Linked DNA regions of Mus musculus: region 1 is linked to region 2. The links are chromatin contacts, called in public HiChIP or PLAC-seq maps. All regions are on one chromosome and are shown on one strand. The core of a region is the stretch at or near the end of the contact, and the rest is flanking DNA. Distances in the headings are between cores, read along the strand shown.

Region 1 (2,700 bases), core at 105-2,604, 320 kb after region 2:
AAAACAAGGCCTTTCCATGCCTGCTGGGGCCCAGCAGGAAGGTTGGGCTGAGTCTCCACACATGTGTTCCCCACAGCTTGCCAAGGGCTGGGCTCGGGTGTGCACAGGAGCCCCACAGGCCAGGTCAGGGTGTGTGTGTGAAGTGGCTCCCTCTGGCTGGCCCATGGATGTCCCCCATAGCCTTTGGGCCTCACCCTGCCCCCTACCAGTACGTGCTCACTCTGCCAGCACTTCTCAGGGTGTGACCTGGAAAACTGCAAAGTCATGAGCCCTGGTGCAAGCCAGAATGGACAAATGCCCCAGCGTGGTCACTGGCAGGTGACCAGGCATGGCGCAGACCATCCTGCATAAAGTGGAGATTAAACCATGCCCTGGTTTGCATCACCATTCCCAGCCACTTGACAGGGCAGTTGCTACATGGCAGTTAAGACTGACTCTATTCCTACCCCTGGGTCTGTCCATCAGCACAGGAGGAACGGGGTGCAGGGAGCTCAGCTCTGCTCTTCCCGGTGTGCACTGATCCCCAAAATAAGGTGCTGTTTAGGTGGAGTGACCACAGCAAAGTCAGCAGCCACCAGAGTGACATGAGGCTGGGAGATGACTTCTGGGTCTGCCCACACATGTTCTAAATCAACACCTTCCAGAAGCCCACTGCCCCTGCAATCTAACCGACTCCCATCATCAAGGCAGCTGGCTGGCTGCTCCCTGAACTCCTTTTGCTGAAGAGGCTGGAAGGACCATATGCCCCCGACTGCCTGGTGGAGAGGAAGGAGAGGGGGCTGGAAACAAACCAGTCTGACCCATGAAAGACTTGCCGAAGGTTCTCCAGTGGAGGGTGGATCTTTCAGGAGAGGAGCCACAGGCTCAGCCTTCTCAGACACACTGTCTTACGACCAGACCCCAGTGATGGCCACTGGCTCAACCTGCAATTTAGGCTCAGACCAGAGATGAGAGTGGCTCCAGCTGAGGGACATACTTCAGGGCAGTCTCAGTAATGAGAGGACAGGAAGTCAACGTGCAACCATGTCACCGTGAGAGCTCTTGTGTTTGGAAATCCCCCTTGGGCATTAAGAGTCTGCAGCTCCTTGGGGAAAACTGAGGCACTGGACCTGGAGGGCGGAGCTCAGTTTCTGAGCCCTGCAGTGGAAGGCCCCATGGAAGCTGGATGAAGCAGACCAAGGGGATCGCACCTCACACAGCCCTTGTGTCTGTGGGCAGCTCAGTCTGGAGCAAAAGGCCCAAGCTGCCTCGCCACATCCCTTGGGAACTGAGGTTCCTAGAAGTTAGTTGCCAGTGTCCCCTGGGTAGCTTTGGGCTCCACCCAGAATTTTGTTCCAGAAGTCTGTGGTAAGCAGGAGCTAACGGTCCGTGTCGTCTTGGTGGTCCCGTGTGGCTGGGTCTTGCTCTGTGTGCTCAACAGCAGGGCAACCAGGCAAACTATTTCTCACAGATTCTATCCTACCCAAGGAACTATTCTGAGAAAGAGCTTCTTTTATCTTCACGAAAGCCCTGTGAAGAGCAACCAGAGGCAGGCCCGTGATGCTGAGAAGCCACAAACACAGCTTTGGTGACTGAAGGCCATACCTATTGTATTCCCCTTCTGGACAGTGTCCAGGACGGGCAAGCCCATGGAGTCTGGGAGATCACATTTGCCTCAGATGGGAAGGAGAGATGGGTGAGAACTCCTTAGTTCAAGCTTCGCTGAAACACTCTAGGGTTGTGAAGGCTTCGCAACTTTGAGTGAAGAGAACCCGGAACCCCACATGTCAAGGGAATATATATATATTCCCTTGTGTGTGTGTGTGCATATATATGTATGTAAGTATATGTGTGTGAGTATATGTGTGTGAGTATGTATGTATATGTCTCAAGGGAATATATATATATATATATATGTGTGTGTGTGTGAATACACATATTTTTTTTTTTTTAGAAAAAGGTAAACACGGGACTGAAACAATGGCTTAGCAGTTAAGAGCACTGGCTGCTCTTCTAGAGGACCTGGATTCAATCCCCAGCAGCCACACGGCAGCTCACAACCGGCTATAACTCCAATTCTAGGAAATTCCACTCCCTCTTCAGGCCTCTCTGGGCACCAGGCATGCGCATGATACACAGACATTCATGCAAGCAAAACATCTATACATATACAATGACAAAATGGGGGGGGGGGGGCAGAGACTGCAACATCACCATTTCCTAGCTGTGTGACTAACCTCTGTACCTTAGGTTGGTTTTCACAGTAAGAAGATGGTCATAGCCCATCGTCTTACTAACCTTGTGTCATTAAGACCCATCAGGCACTGGGGTATGGAATCAGCAAGGAGTCCTCAGTCCCTAGACAACCAGGCTTCTTTCCACGCCAGGCAATGCAGTGGTCAGCTTGAAGCTGGGCTGGGGAGATGGAACCCTTTGAGGGCTCCGGTTACACTTTGACCAGCACAGCTTCCAAACACTCTTCTCCAAGGCAGGACAGAGCCTGGGGCTGTTTAACTCAAGACAGGTTTCCCAGGGTTCCTCTTGGGAACTCGCAAGTCAACCCAACTGCTTGTGATTGCAACAAAGAGAGACGCCACCCCAGCAGCTGTGAGGTGCCCTGACTTCCATTGATGCGCCAACATGATCCTGCATTTCTATGCATGTAGCTACCGCTGTTGTTCTGTGTGGGGTCAGGCCAGGCTTCTGTCTTCTCCCAGAGTC
Region 2 (2,833 bases), core at 314-2,813:
TAAAGTTTCCTCACCCGCCAAAGCTGAAACAGTGAGTTCTAATCTCTCAAAGCCTTTTGCCGAAAATCTAAAGGGGGTGGGGGGCTATGGTGGTGGCGTGGGGGGGGGGTCGGAGAAGAAGAAAGACTGAGACAAATGTTTTATCTGTCGCCTTCTTCCCTACCCAACCGGACCAACAACTTCCAGAAGGTTCTGCGAGGCATAGAGCCATTCCGTAGGGACATCTCGGTGCTTCTGAGGAAGCGGACCGAGCAGGGATCCGATGACGACTGGAGATGTTGAAGGAATAAATACCAGTCCACAAATAAACAAACTGTCCCCGGGATTCCTAGAGGGAAGGAGCACGCTTGAAGGTCGGGGAACTCCGAGTCGCTGTGCGTCAAGGTTGGCATAAAATTAAAAAAAAAAAAAGTCCTTCAGTTACCAGGCCCTCTAAGGAGCCCCTGGTCCTCAGCTCACCTTATCAAAACTCAGTAAAACAAACAGCCTGAAATACAGTCAATTTACAGGATCCCAAAGATGCTGACCGCGGAGTGGGACCCACGCCGGGCCCCGGCAACAGCTAGGGAAGCGGGTCCGAGGCTACACAGTGCCGCGCTCCTTTGCGTTTCCAGTGACGAAGCCGGCGATGGAGTGCAGGCTTGGAGCTCCCCACGCCGAACGGGGACACCAGCTCCCGGGGGCTGGCTGCCTTGTCCTAACCTCCAGACAGCGCTTTCATAGGTGGGGAGAAGGGAGAGGCCGGGATGGATGGCAGGGAAAGCTAGCCCTCGTCTATGCGGGAGAGGAGACCAGGAAAGCAACAGTTGGGTTCACGCGCTTCCCTGAACCCCACGAAATTGTTTGGAGGACTCAGATGGATCACCTAAGTAGCAGCGAAGACGAAGGACCAATGGTTCCTTAGGTGTTACCTTCCCAGTTTGGCATTCCCACTAAGCCTTCCCTCCCAGCCCGACCCCGTCGTGAAGGGGAGAGGAACCGAATTCTCCAACCCGGCCTCCTTTGTGGGCTCTTCCTCAACCTGGAAGCGTCCTGTGAATTATCCATCACTGCATTCAACAGGCCCTACACGCTCAGTCCGTTTGCTCTGAACCCATTACAACTAGGCCCCGATAATTAAGAAATCTAATTATTCGCCTCTTCATCCATTAATAATAATAAAAAAAAAATCTCCAGGCTCTTTCCTACTTACAAGGTCTTGGGGGCAAATCTCTGCCCAACTTCATCAATTCGATGTTATATTTCAAACTAAACTTCTTTTTATTTTCCAAAGGAACAGGGTTTTTAATTTTTGCTCTGGACACGTGGTCTCGTTAAACAAAATGTGATAATAAAATAAAATTTTATAAGATGTAACTCATTTTTAAAAGTCCTCAAGTTAACTTGAGCTGGGGGGGGGGGAGATCTGGCTAAGAGCATCTGGGTCTTAGAGCCGACGGATTCAGGCGCTCCTCGTTTTGATTGGTGCCATCCTTCTCGCAGCTGCCAGATGATTGGTGCAAACTTCCTGGAGGGGGCGCGGCCTGAAGAAAGTAAAAACTCGCTTTGAGCCAGAAGACTTTTGAAACTTTTCCCAATCCCTAAAAGGGACTTTGCTTCTTTTTCCGGGCTCGGCCGCGCAGCCTCTCCGGACCCTAGCTCGCTGACGCTGCGGGCTGCAGTTCTCCTGGCGGGGCCCCGAGAGCCGCTGTCTCCTTTTCTAGCACTCGGAAGGGCTGGTGTCGCTCCACGGTCGCGCGTGGCGTCTGTGCCGCCAGCTCAGGGCTGCCACCCGCCAAGCCGAGAGTGCGCGGCCAGCGGGGCCGCCTGCCGTGCACCCTTCAGGATGCCGATCCGCCCGGTCGGCTGAACCCGAGCGCCGGCGTCTTCCGCGCGTGGACCGCGAGGCTGCCCCGAGTCGGGGCTGCCTGCATCGCTCCGTCCCTTCCTGCTCTCCTGCTCCGGGCCTCGCTCGCCGCGGGCCGCAGTCGGTGCGCGCAGGCGGCGACCGGGCGTCTGGGACGCAGCATGCAGGCGCGTTACTCGGTATCGGACCCCAACGCCCTGGGAGTGGTACCCTATTTGAGTGAGCAAAACTACTACCGGGCGGCCGGCAGCTACGGCGGCATGGCCAGCCCCATGGGCGTCTACTCCGGCCACCCGGAGCAGTACGGCGCCGGCATGGGCCGCTCCTACGCGCCCTACCACCACCAGCCCGCGGCGCCCAAGGACCTGGTGAAGCCGCCCTACAGCTATATAGCGCTCATCACCATGGCGATCCAGAACGCGCCAGAGAAGAAGATCACTCTGAACGGCATCTACCAGTTCATCATGGACCGTTTCCCCTTCTACCGCGAGAACAAGCAGGGCTGGCAGAACAGCATCCGCCACAACCTGTCACTCAATGAGTGCTTCGTGAAAGTGCCGCGCGACGACAAGAAGCCGGGCAAGGGCAGCTACTGGACGCTCGACCCGGACTCCTACAACATGTTCGAGAATGGCAGCTTCCTGCGGCGGCGGCGGCGCTTCAAGAAGAAGGATGTGCCCAAGGACAAGGAGGAGCGGGCCCACCTCAAGGAGCCGCCCTCGACCACGGCCAAGGGCGCTCCGACAGGGACCCCGGTAGCTGACGGGCCCAAGGAGGCCGAGAAGAAAGTCGTGGTTAAGAGCGAGGCGGCGTCCCCCGCGCTGCCGGTCATCACCAAGGTGGAGACGCTGAGCCCCGAGGGAGCGCTGCAGGCCAGTCCGCGCAGCGCATCCTCCACGCCCGCAGGTTCCCCAGACGGCTCGCTGCCGGAGCACCACGCCGCGGCGCCTAACGGGCTGCCCGGCTTCAGCGTGGAGACCATCATGA

What was found. HiChIP or PLAC-seq counts read pairs in DNA pulled down with a chosen protein or histone mark.
Region 1: a contact with region 2 is called in a CTCF HiChIP or PLAC-seq map of pro-B cells, with 4 times the contacts expected there. The contact joins the enhancer-like site here to the promoter of Foxc2 in region 2. A contact is called at or near these places in 17 of 39 promoter capture datasets (the 3T3-L1 cell line, 3T3-L1-derived adipocytes, the HPC-7 cell line and 11 more), 3 of 15 datasets of contacts at CTCF or cohesin (the NIH/3T3 cell line, large pre-B cells and pro-B cells), 3 of 484 Hi-C or Micro-C datasets (embryonic fibroblasts, embryonic stem cells and reprogramming fibroblasts), 26 of 115 datasets of contacts at active chromatin or transcription factors (the 230-238 cell line, the NIH/3T3 cell line, acute myeloid leukemia and 18 more) and 4 of 9 other capture datasets (adipose tissue, liver, macrophages and 1 more).

The regions. Positions count from the first base shown.
Region 1 is chr8:121,439,362-121,442,061 of GRCm38.p6, forward strand. No RefSeq gene overlaps it. Among named protein-coding and RNA genes, the nearest start is that of Gm26747, 22 kb to the left of the region's middle. Within about 2 kb of position 1,355, at least 24 of the 459 cell types and tissues checked have an H3K27ac peak or open chromatin away from gene starts, as enhancers often do. A contact at or near this core is called in the 230-238 cell line, 3T3-L1-derived adipocytes and pro-B cells, where this site is marked.
Region 2 is chr8:121,114,608-121,117,440 of GRCm38.p6, forward strand. It overlaps Foxc2 (forkhead box C2), which reads left to right and starts at 1,564. Exons shown (of 1, transcript NM_013519.2): 1 at 1,564-2,833. The coding sequence starts at 2,008.